Linked DNA regions of Triticum aestivum: region 1 is linked to region 2. Evidence: chromatin contacts called from public Hi-C data. All regions are on one chromosome and are shown on one strand. The core of a region is the stretch at or near the end of the contact, and the rest is flanking DNA. Distances in the headings are between cores, read along the strand shown.

Region 1 (5,175 bases), core at 550-3,049, 57 kb before region 2:
GGGATGACCTTGTTGGCGACGAGCGTCTTGCCGGACTCGTTGCGGATGCGGATGGAGAAGGGCGCCTGGAGGCGGTGGTTGGAGTCGAGGCGCCAGATGGAGCCCCACGACTCCCTCATCCTCGTCCACTTGCCGCCGCCCGGCCCCCGCGACTCCATGAGGTCCACCTGCACCACGTCGCCGTCGCCGTCCTCGTACTCCACCAGCACCGCGAAGTAGACGGGGTTAGAGTACTCCTCCACGTGGAACCCGATCTTGAGCCCCGGGAACTCGCACGGCACCCTGCAATCCACACACACGCACACGAGCACCGTATTTAGCCACCAGATCGTACTCTACTTACAAATTGTTGTATGAAAGGAGAAGTTGCCGCTGGTAGTCTACTAGTCCATGGGTATTGTTAGTTTTGTTGCTTTGCTCGATCTTGCGGCGGAATATTGTATCTTTCGACCAGGGGCCCAGCCGCGCTATGTGATACGAGACGGAAATGGGCTGGCCGGTGGCGTATGGTGGCAGGGCACGCATATGCCGTGCTGCAAAAGGAGGGTGGGTTGGGCCCGAGTAATAAAGCTGAGCCCTGTGTGCTTACTAGCTGTTGCACATGCATGTGCAGAGCAGAGGAGAGTGTGTGTGTGAGTGTGTGTGGCGCCCGTGCCCGGTCGGCCAGGAGTAATGCGGGCGGTTGGGTGGATCCAATGCACCCAACTTTTTTCCAACTTTTTAACTGCCCGGACGATGGACAGGAAATTCAACCAAGAATTTTGCAAAATGGTGGTACAAATTCTCAATGTTCCACCAGTACTGTTACGGCGCTGCAGGTGTGGCTCACTCTTCTTACCGTGTGAACTCGATGTCGATGATGCCGGAGTGGCGGAGCCTGTCGTTGAGGCCGGGCTTAGCGAGCCGGCCGAACGCCGTACCGCTGAGGTCGAAGTGGAAGGGCGCCACCGGGTAGTAGTTCATGTCGGTGATGATCACCGTCTCCGTCCTGCCGGAGCAGGACATGTCCTTTCTGCATCTGATCTGAAACAGAACAAAACGTCAGCTTCAGCTTCAGGCACCGGAGAGGTCGAGCGCCAATCGATGCTCTTCCTAAGCTGCAACGGCTCTCCGCCGCACAGTAACGTTCTCGCGGAAAGCGACTGAACAACTACACACACCACAGATACATTACTATGCGCATGCGGGGCCCGCTGTCAGACTCTGCAGATCGGCCTACTAGTTGACAGTAACTGTAAACTGTTTCTCTTCTACTAGTACGTAGGAGTAGTATTTTAATTTACCTTGTAGCATGAGCCGCACCCCTTGCCGTCCTTGAACAATGGCTGGTTGCCGCAGGAGGTCATGGACGCGAACGGGTACTGGTTGGTGTGCTTGAAGCCGCAGGCACCACCTAGCAAGACAAAGAAGCGCCGAGGAATGAGCCACATTGCTCGCGCAAGAAGAGAGGAGAAGCATTCATCCTGTGAGGGAGGGAGGGGGTGTGGAGCATCATCCTCACCGTTGTCGTCGGGGCCGGCGCCGTTGGGCTGGCCGTACCACGTCGCCCTGGCCGGGGTCCAGGGGCCCCAGTACTTGGTGGCGTCGGTGGCGTTCAGGTCGACGTCGAAGGGGGCGGGGTCGGTGGTGTTGAGCTCGACGGCGCCGCCGACGGCCAGGAAGCAGAAAAGCGCCGCGAGGACGGCGAGGGGGAGGGAGCCCATGCCGCGCGCTGTGCTGTGTGGATCTGACGAGTGGCGGTGGGGAGTGAGTGATGGTCTGTTTGGTTCCTGTGTGGGAGTGGGGTGATGGCCGTGGTGCGGTGGGGCTATTTATAAACCGGATCGGGTACGCGCTGCCGGTGCTAAGCAACAAGATGGGTTCGGGTTTGTGTGTGAGCAGAGAGAGCAGAGCAGGGAACGTGCCATGTTGGGTGGCACATGGCCTGGCTCGGGGCATGCAGTGCAGCCTCATCGCGTTACGGCAGAGCGAATTAAAGGTGGCAGATGATAGTTGGGGCGGGTAGATAGGATAGGAGGATGGCTAGCTGCCATGGCTGCTTAGGTCAGGCCCCTCTCAGCCTCGGATCAGTGAAGAAAAACGCATAAACTGAACGCAACAGGACTCGAGAGGCAGAGTATAGTGGAACAGAAATGTCGGCATGTGCCATCGTGGCGCGTCGGCCCATATGATCTGGGCTCAGAATTCGTCCAGGGTTTGAGGAGTAAAACGCACCATCGGCCGGGTCATTTCATTTCAGCTTATGAACTTATCGGTAAGGCTAGCTTGAAAGAAGTCCACTTAACCCCCTAGGATTTCACAAACCGGCCTGTTTACCCCCTAAGGTCTAAAACCAGGTATGTAACCCCCTGTACTTTCCTAAACCAGATGAATCACCCCCTAGCACCGATCAGAATGGTTTTTCAGGCGGTTTTGGTGACGTGGAAAGGTTATGGGTGCGAGGTAGTCGTCTCGTGAATACAGTTCCTTCCCCCAGCTTTCTCCCATCGCATGTTGCTCAGGTCATCGCACCCAAACTACTTGCGTCATTGAGGTACTGGTAGGCTGCAGCACCAGCCAGCAGCCGACGGCCGGCCACGAGGAAGCTCAGTCTGTGGTTCATCAATCGCCTTTGATCGGCCTTCGACTTGCGACCGAGTTTCTCGTGCGCTGTGGTACCGTAGTCGCCTCGGCAGCCTATTGCCGGCGAGCGTCCGCTTCGTCCACCTTGGACAACACTGCGCCGTCGTCTACCGAGCTGGCACACGTGCCGCCTGCGGCTGCCGCCGGCAGCGTTCGACATCCACTATTGGTTATTAGAGGTAAACACGATTAGGTTGTGTGATCATGTCTGTCTGACTGTCTCAGACTTGGTGGCACGTACTTGTGTGTATGTGCGTGCTTGTCCAGGAGGGAATCGATCCAGCAGGTATATACTTGTGTATTATCTTGTCTGAGCTCGCGTTCACGCGCGATCTGGACCTTGTGACAACATCCACAAGTACGTGCACCTCGCCGGCGACTCGCTCCTGCTCCTTGTTGCTTCCCGCATCGATGTCCTGCTTGTCATCATCGTACACGACCTCGACCGCCCCACCACCGTCCGCCTCAGAGAGCTTGAGTACAAGAGCCACTGGTCGATGGTAGTACACGGACGATCTCTTGCCAGAACTTACGTCAGTTGGCGGGTTGTACCGGTGAGTGCACCCCAGCGCGCCCGCCGCGGCTGCGCAGCATGGACGCGACGGTGTAGACGTCCAGAAGGATCCCTCGAACCCTGGCAGCATGCGCCGGGCCGGAGCAGCAGGTTCGACAATGTCGTCCACATGATGGAGAGGATGCCTTCCGAGTGTGCATGGAAACCTGGAGACCTAGAGGCGGAGGGTGGTGTCGAGATGCGCACCATTACAAGAATGGGATTCGGTGAGCGGCGCGAGTGGCACGACACCGCTCGCGTCCGGAGGAGGATGGACGAGGCCGGGTGCAGATCAGAAATGACCTGCACCTTGCTACGTTAACAAAACCGCCTATGAAACCACTCTGATCGGTGCTAGGGGGTGATTCACCTGTTTTAGGAATGAACAGGGGGTTAGATGCCCGGTTTTAAACCTTAGGGGGTAAACTGTCCGGTTTGTGAAATCCTAGGGGGTTACGTGGACTTCTTTCGGCTAGCTTTGCATTTTGAAAATAAGCTTCGATGGGGGCAGGGGAAATCCTGGGAAATGGGTTTGCCTAGTATTTTTGGCTCATGGAATACTGGCCTCTTTTATTTCTGAAGTTAGGCATAGGGTGTTATCCTCTTAAGCACCAACTGAATGCTCGCTAATGGATAATATCGCTATACAATGTTGTTGGACCATGAAAATGAACCACAAAGTGTATTCCAAACATCATAAAGAGCTAAGCCCGGGGGTCGAACGACGGTGGCGGGGCTTGCTGTAAAGATGCGTTAAGCGGATGCATATGCAGGGACGCGTTGCGTGTTACTTATAGGCACAAGAAATTACATGGTTTAGGTAGTTAGGTTGTTGTAGGATTGATCTCCAAGTCATAATCTATACAAGGGATAGAGATCAACCTAAACGTATCCTAACTACCTGAGTACAATGCACGCCCCCACACATGTATACGGTTTATATCTACACCGTATACATTTACATACTTTAACACGCCCCCTCAATCACAACTTTATCAAGTTGAGATTGTTCTTGAATTCTTTCAACTTGCGACATGACAAGGCTTTAGTGAAACCATCTGCAACTTGATCATTAGTGGGAATAATACGAATGTCCAATAGCTTCTTGGCTACTCTCTCACAAACAAAATGATAGTCCACTTCAATGTCTTTTGTTCCTGCATGGAACACTGGATTTGCTGACAGATAAGTGGCACCAATGTTGTCACAACACAATCGTGCAAATGAAGAGTGATTTATACCTAGTTCAGTAAGCAAGGTTGAACCCATATCAACTCAGCCGTGGCATTTGCTAGAGCTTTGTATTCAGCCCCAGTGATGGATCTAGACACAGTTGCTTGTTTTCGTGCACTCCAAGATATAAGGTTTGGTCCAAAAAAAACAGCAAAACCACCAGTTGACTTTCTATCATGAGGACAACCTGCCCAATCTGCATCTGAAAAGGCACTTACCACGGTTGAGGTTGATCTTGTGAACTTTAATACTGTACTCATAGTACCTCTAAGATATCTCAAAATCCTCTTCACTGCAGTCCAATGCTGGAGAGTAGGAGCATGCAAGAATTGGCACACCTTGTTGACAGGAAAAGATATGTCAGGCTTGTAAGCGTCAAGTACTGTAAAGCACCTACCACACTTCTGTAGTTTGTAGCTGCCTCGGCTCCCAAGGACTCCCCTTCTTCCTTGGAAAGTTTTTCAGTTGTTGAAAGTGGCATGTTTGAAACTTTACAATTCATCATATCTGACCTTTTTAATATATCTGACACATATTTTTCTTGACTTAAGACTATTCCATCAGTTACCTTTTTCACTTCTATTCCCAAGAAGTAGTGCAAGTCCCCAAGGTCCTTTAGAGCAAAGTCTCTCTTAAGATCTTCTAACAGTCCATTGACTGCTTCTTGTGATGAGCTAGCCACAATAATATCATCAACATATACCAACATAAATATGATTATTTTTCCCTTCTTATAGAAGAAAAGTGACATGTCAACCTTTGAAGGT
Region 2 (5,486 bases), core at 1,628-4,127:
GGCCGTCGCGCGAATCACATGATGCCATGTCGCCACGCCTGCATGTCATGCGGTGCACCCGGCCAGGGGCATCGAGTAGTGTGGTAAACTACTAATTCTACTTCTGCACCCGGCAGCGATGTTCAGTACACTGTCAGCCGGCTATCCGTGCCTCCGTTTCAGAGAAAACAAAAGTTACCAGGAAGAGCTGAATTGCCAAAGGTTAGTACTACTACTCACCATGCATGGTGCTTAACTTAACTACCAGGTAGCATCATTACAGCAAAGTACGCATGGCCAACAGCAATTTTGGACGCACACGACTACCAGCACAGCACAGCTGTTCTGGACTTCTGGTTACCCACACAATCACGTAGTAGCATGGAGCATCCGCATCTGGATTATCAACCAACAGCGACCTCTGATCACCCACCAGTAACACTGTGTTTCACACTTGGAGCCAGTACGTACGTATGCAGCACGAAAGTTTCTACATGGTTCGGTTCAGAAGGCTTTGGATAATAACTTATGGGTCTCTCAAGTCAAAACAGACGGGATCACCTCCGCTACACACCTGACCGAGTTCGTCAATCTTTGGGAGAAATTATCTGTGGTGTAACTCAACCCCGACGTGGCTGATTCTATCTCTTGGAAGCTTTCTAATGATGGCTCTTACTCCGCGTCCTCGGCCTACAAGATCCAGTTCATGGGCTTAGTTGACTCCAACATGCAACAGTTGGTGTGGAAGATCTGGGCTCCCCTCAAATGCAAATTCTTTGCTTGGCTTGTGATCAATAATAGGATGTGGACGGCCGACAGGCTCCAACGCCGGGGATGGCCTAACTGTGATCGCTGCCCCCTCTGCAAGCAAGTTCAGGAAACCGCGGCTCACCTCCTTTTCCAATGCCGCTACACGGTTCGAGTTTGGGAAATGATCAAATCTTGGCTTGGCTTGGTTGATGTGAACCCTACAGCTTGGGTGACGGTCCATTCGGTGAAAGCCTGGTGGAACCTCATTGACTCCAACGCATCGCAGTCTCGACGGGCGATGATGTCTCTTATTATGTTGATCTCATGGGAAATTTGGAACGAGAGGAATGCACGCGTCTTCCGTAACACCGCGGTGCCGGTTGGGGTTCTTGTTGCAAGAATCAAAGATGTTTCAAAGTGTTGGTGCCTTGCGGGGGCCAAATATTTGAGTACTGTAGTGCCACGAGAGTGATGTCTTTGTAATTCGGCCTTTGGCCAAAAACTCTAAACCTTCTTCTTAATCAATAAAAGTGGCAAATCTTTTGCCCAGTTTCAAAAAAAAAAAGTTTCTACATGGACATGATTACAACGCCGGGGGAAGAAATCGGTGCGCACCAGCACACGCCGCATCCCACATGGTGATCGACTGAGAGGTGAACAGAAGGAGCTAGCGACGGGTCGAGGGCGCACACGCACCGGCTGAGCTGGGGCTGATAAGTCTCTGTAGTCAGGCTCATCCGTGTACGAAAGCGGCGTTTAACATGGTCGACGCAACGTAACGTGCTGCATGCATGTGACGGGATTGATTCGGCGGTGCGACGTTCCTGCAAGTCTCCTCTGGCTCTGAGTGCCGATCGGCCGGTCGTCCCGTCGGTCACCACACGAACCGTTGAGAGGAACCCAGAGAGAAAACTGCGTGCTCTCTCCACCTCAGATGTCCCTTTCAGCAAAGCAAGCAGGACGCAGGCAGGTACGTGGTAGATATACATGCATGTGTTGTGTGCCTGCAAGTGGCGACTTTACATCTGCACTCTCGGCCAGCAACCAATGCCATGCACCGCTCCTCCGGTGCCCTGCGTTGAGCCCTGTTTTTCTTCTTCTTCACTCCTTTTTGCGGTTTATCTGCATCCGCTGGTGATCTCGAGTCGAGCACGCGAGGGGTCGCTACAGAACACCAGCTTTCCGGGAGGTGGTTGCCGGTGCGAGCCGCATTGAAGGGGGCTAGCTCGAGCACCGCAAGGCGGTTAACGGAAACATTTAATAATGGCGAGATACGGAACAAAAGCTGGAGTAACACCAGCACATTGTCCAACTTTTTGTCTGCTGCTGGCCGTTTCGCGAGCGCGAAATGACAATGTTGCCGCGGCGAGTTCTCCGGAGCAAGGAGACATGACCGATGACTCCATCCATGGCCTGGACCTGGCATGTAGTAGTACTGTGGCAAGTGGTAACCAAGAATGAGTGGAAATGAAGGTTTTGCCAGCAGCCGTCCGGACTCGAGTTTCCGTGCAGATGAGAGGATAATGCTGCGTTGTTTCGGACGTTTTGTTTTCTCCCTGGAACCAGGAGCATGGAGCGAGAATAAATGGCAGTTGTGCGATGCCGCGACTGCGATCTGAGATGATTAATCGGCGACGGACGCTGCCGTGTTCGTTCGCCGGGCCGGGACAAGGAACAGAGTTTACAATCTTCTTTCCTTCAGCTTTACCCCAAAGAAACATCCCCAATTATGCGGCCTGACGAATGGGCGACACCATAATCTATCAGTCGTCCCGGCCGGATATATAACCAGTCCAAGGATTAGTTAATGAACGGCCAAGTTCCCAAGGGCAGTGATCAGTGAGTGATCCGTGCCGTCTATTGGGGGCTCCGCTCCTACTGTAGCAAGGATTTTCCTTCTTGGGCCCCGGGGACACGCCGCAAATGGCCGTGATTCAAGGTGCTTCTGCTTGCAGCAAGCAACGAGAGTAGATAGATCAGCCAAAAACACTTCTTTGACCGGCAATGTCTACAAGCTAGACTAGACTCTGCAGAGTCACGACGGCCCACATGTAAGTGGCTCTCGAGAGGCAAGTCCAGGGGTGGTGAGATCGGATGAGACGGGGACGGGGTGCGTCGCCGTGCGGCCCACCATCAACGGCCCTTTTCCTGAGCTCGGGCCCTTTATTCTGTTCCCACTCTCTAACCAGAAAAACTGTCTCGGCGCACGCCGCTGCCCTGGCCTGACCTGACCCCACGCCCGCTACCCCTTTAAATTACCGACTGTATGTATGTATGTATGTATGTGAAACTGAAAAGTGACCGGCTGGGCAGAGTGGATGAGTGCACACATGGTGCCGCCATGCGACGCGACCCGACCTCTGCCACTGCCACGCACGCGCCCATGCCGTGCAGCATTTATCCCGGTGGTCGCGGCTTCCGACGAGAAATAAATTCGCCCGTCGGTGGCCGGTGCGTCGTGCCCCGCCGATGCCGGTGATCTCTACAGTGACCTGCTGCTACGTGTACGTGCCAGCGTCTCCTTGGCCAGTCCAGTAGGATCGAAGGAGGCCCGGTGGTATAGTATTTCTTTTTCCTTTCTTTTACGCCGTTCGTTGGCATCAGTTAGCCGACTTCGTTATCCGCTAGGTAAATTATACTACTAGTAGTATTACTATATAATCCTCCTGCTCTTGCAGGGGTGAAGCGAATCGTGGTTGGTACCCTAGTACGGACTTGTTTACATGCATGTACTCTGTGTGAGTGGGATCATATACGTATATACTACCGTGGATGCTCTGCGTGCCATGCATGCGTGGCACGTGATGAATGGTTAGTGGAATCTTAACTTTAAACCACGCTTGTGGTGTGAGTACCGCTCCCTCCGAAACTTCACCCTTTTGCCGCTTTTGGGAGAGGATTTTGGGTGTAGTAATTTTGTGCTTCAACATCTCGAGAACGGAGTGCGCATCGCAGGCCCACAGCTCCAGCGCCCTTCTTATCCGAAATGAGTATCTGGCGGGAACAACTGCACAAAAGCAGGACCGCCAAGCTGATCGCGCAGGCGGACAGTAGATCGCCGGACCGGGGACGCGACGGCCGGCGCCTCGCTCGCTCGCGTGCATGGTCACATGCGCGACGCCGGCGCGGCATGTGGAAATGTTTCTCGCTGCGACGCCAACGCGAACGTGGTTGTTGCTTGGAGTGGTGTGTCAGCCGCGCCGCGCATGTGAAATCATGGTGCACGCGGGCCCGGCCCATCTCGACTTCTTTCTTCGTGCCTGCCTTGCTTTCCACAAAAACGATGCAATGCCTTGCCACAGCTGCTGCTCGGATAAGCTTGGGTCCATGTCAATTTGTCAATATCACATGGCTTTCTGGCAAATTGCAACTGCTCTGGTTGGAAATTTTAAGCACCAGGTTTTTTTTATCCTTGGACATGTATAGTAGGCGCCCGTGAGATACATGGACGTGTAAACAACAATTTTTGTGTACCGAAGGATCGTTGATTTCTTGATATGAAAAGTTGTGGTCTAGGGAGTCAGCTAAGCCTAAACAGACCTGATTTTTTAACAGACATGAAATGATATGCGTTGTTCATTGCGAGCATTAGCGTAGGGGAAATCCTACTTGCCGCTCTTTGCGGTAAGTAGTCGACGCTTCGCACAGGGCAGGTGCGAGCGAGCGACCGAGTGGGCCGGCCCGTTTTAGCGTTACAGCAGACACCGGTTTTGGGAACCTTCTATGATGTTTTCAGCCGTTTTTTTTCCGGTTTTGGGAACCTTCTAGAAGGTTCCTAAAGCACCTTTTTCTTTTTCAGTTTCTTTTTTGTTTTTCGTTTTTCTATTTCTCTTCTTTTTCTTTTTTCTGTTTCTATTCTGTTTCCTTTTTTCTGTTTCTTTTTTTCTTTTCCTTTTTTTCTTTTCAAGTTTATTTTCAAAAAAAGAAATCCGAATTTCATTTTTTTCCTGTTTTCAGATTTTGTTCAAAAATTCAAAGAATGTTCCCATTTCACAAAATTTGTTCATAAATTCAAAAAATGTTCCTGCTTTCAAATTTTTGTTCCGAATTTTCAGCAAATGTTCCTTTTTTCAAAAACTGTTTGAATTATTGTTTTTCATTTATTGAGAAATTTGAAAAATAATGGCATGGATTTCAAAAAATGTTCACAAATTTCGAAAAATGTTCTTATTTTTCAAATTTTTGTTCATGTATTAAAAAATGTTCACATTTAAAATTTATTTGTGATTTTCAAAATTGTTCTCCATTTTACAATTTGATCTAAAAATTCAAAATTTGTTCGTTATTTTAAAAATTGTCCCATTTCAAAATTTCGTTTGAAAATTCTAAAAATGTTCATGTTTACAAAAAAAATTGTTCAAAATTTGTTCTCCTTTCAAAAATATTCATGCTTTTGAAAAAATCACTATTAAAATACTTGTTCAATTTTCGAAAAACTTTTTGTGTTGATTAAAAATTAACCATAATTATTTTTTTAAAAAAAAGTTTTTGTTCTGGAGTTTCATATGTGCACGCGGCTTTCTCCTTTGAAAAATTGCTTTTTTTTAGGAAATGTTTTGATTTTTCCCGAAAATGTTTTCGTATGTGCACGCGGCTTTGAGTTTTTATACAATTCGCACTAAATACAGTCAGATAGACGGTCTAGTCGAGTGGTGTGCCGCATTCACCAGCTCTGCGAGGTCCTGTGCTCGAATCCTCGCGCGCCCTCTTTTTCTTTTTACATCTTGTTTAAGTGAAGCACGCGTCATCTACTGATG

Evidence for each region. Hi-C and Micro-C count contacts between places; a contact is called where the count stands out from the background.
Region 1: a contact with region 2 is called in a Hi-C map of leaf, with 5 times the contacts expected there. The contact joins the promoter of LOC123127870 here to the enhancer-like site in region 2. A contact is called at or near these places in 3 of 5 Hi-C or Micro-C datasets (leaf and root).

Annotation. Positions count from the first base shown.
Region 1 is chr1B:411,980,088-411,985,262 of IWGSC CS RefSeq v2.1, reverse strand. It overlaps LOC123127870 (expansin-B4), which reads right to left and starts at 1,799. Exons shown (of 4, transcript XM_044547726.1): 1 at 1,502-1,799; 2 at 1,284-1,393; 3 at 839-1,023; 4 at 1-282. The coding sequence starts at 1,703.
Region 2 is chr1B:411,923,607-411,929,092 of IWGSC CS RefSeq v2.1, reverse strand. No RefSeq gene overlaps it. Among protein-coding and RNA genes, the nearest start is that of LOC123127848, 53 kb to the right of the region's middle. Within about 2 kb of position 2,877, at least 7 of the 8 cell types and tissues checked have an H3K27ac peak or open chromatin away from gene starts, as enhancers often do. A contact at or near this core is called in leaf, where this site is marked.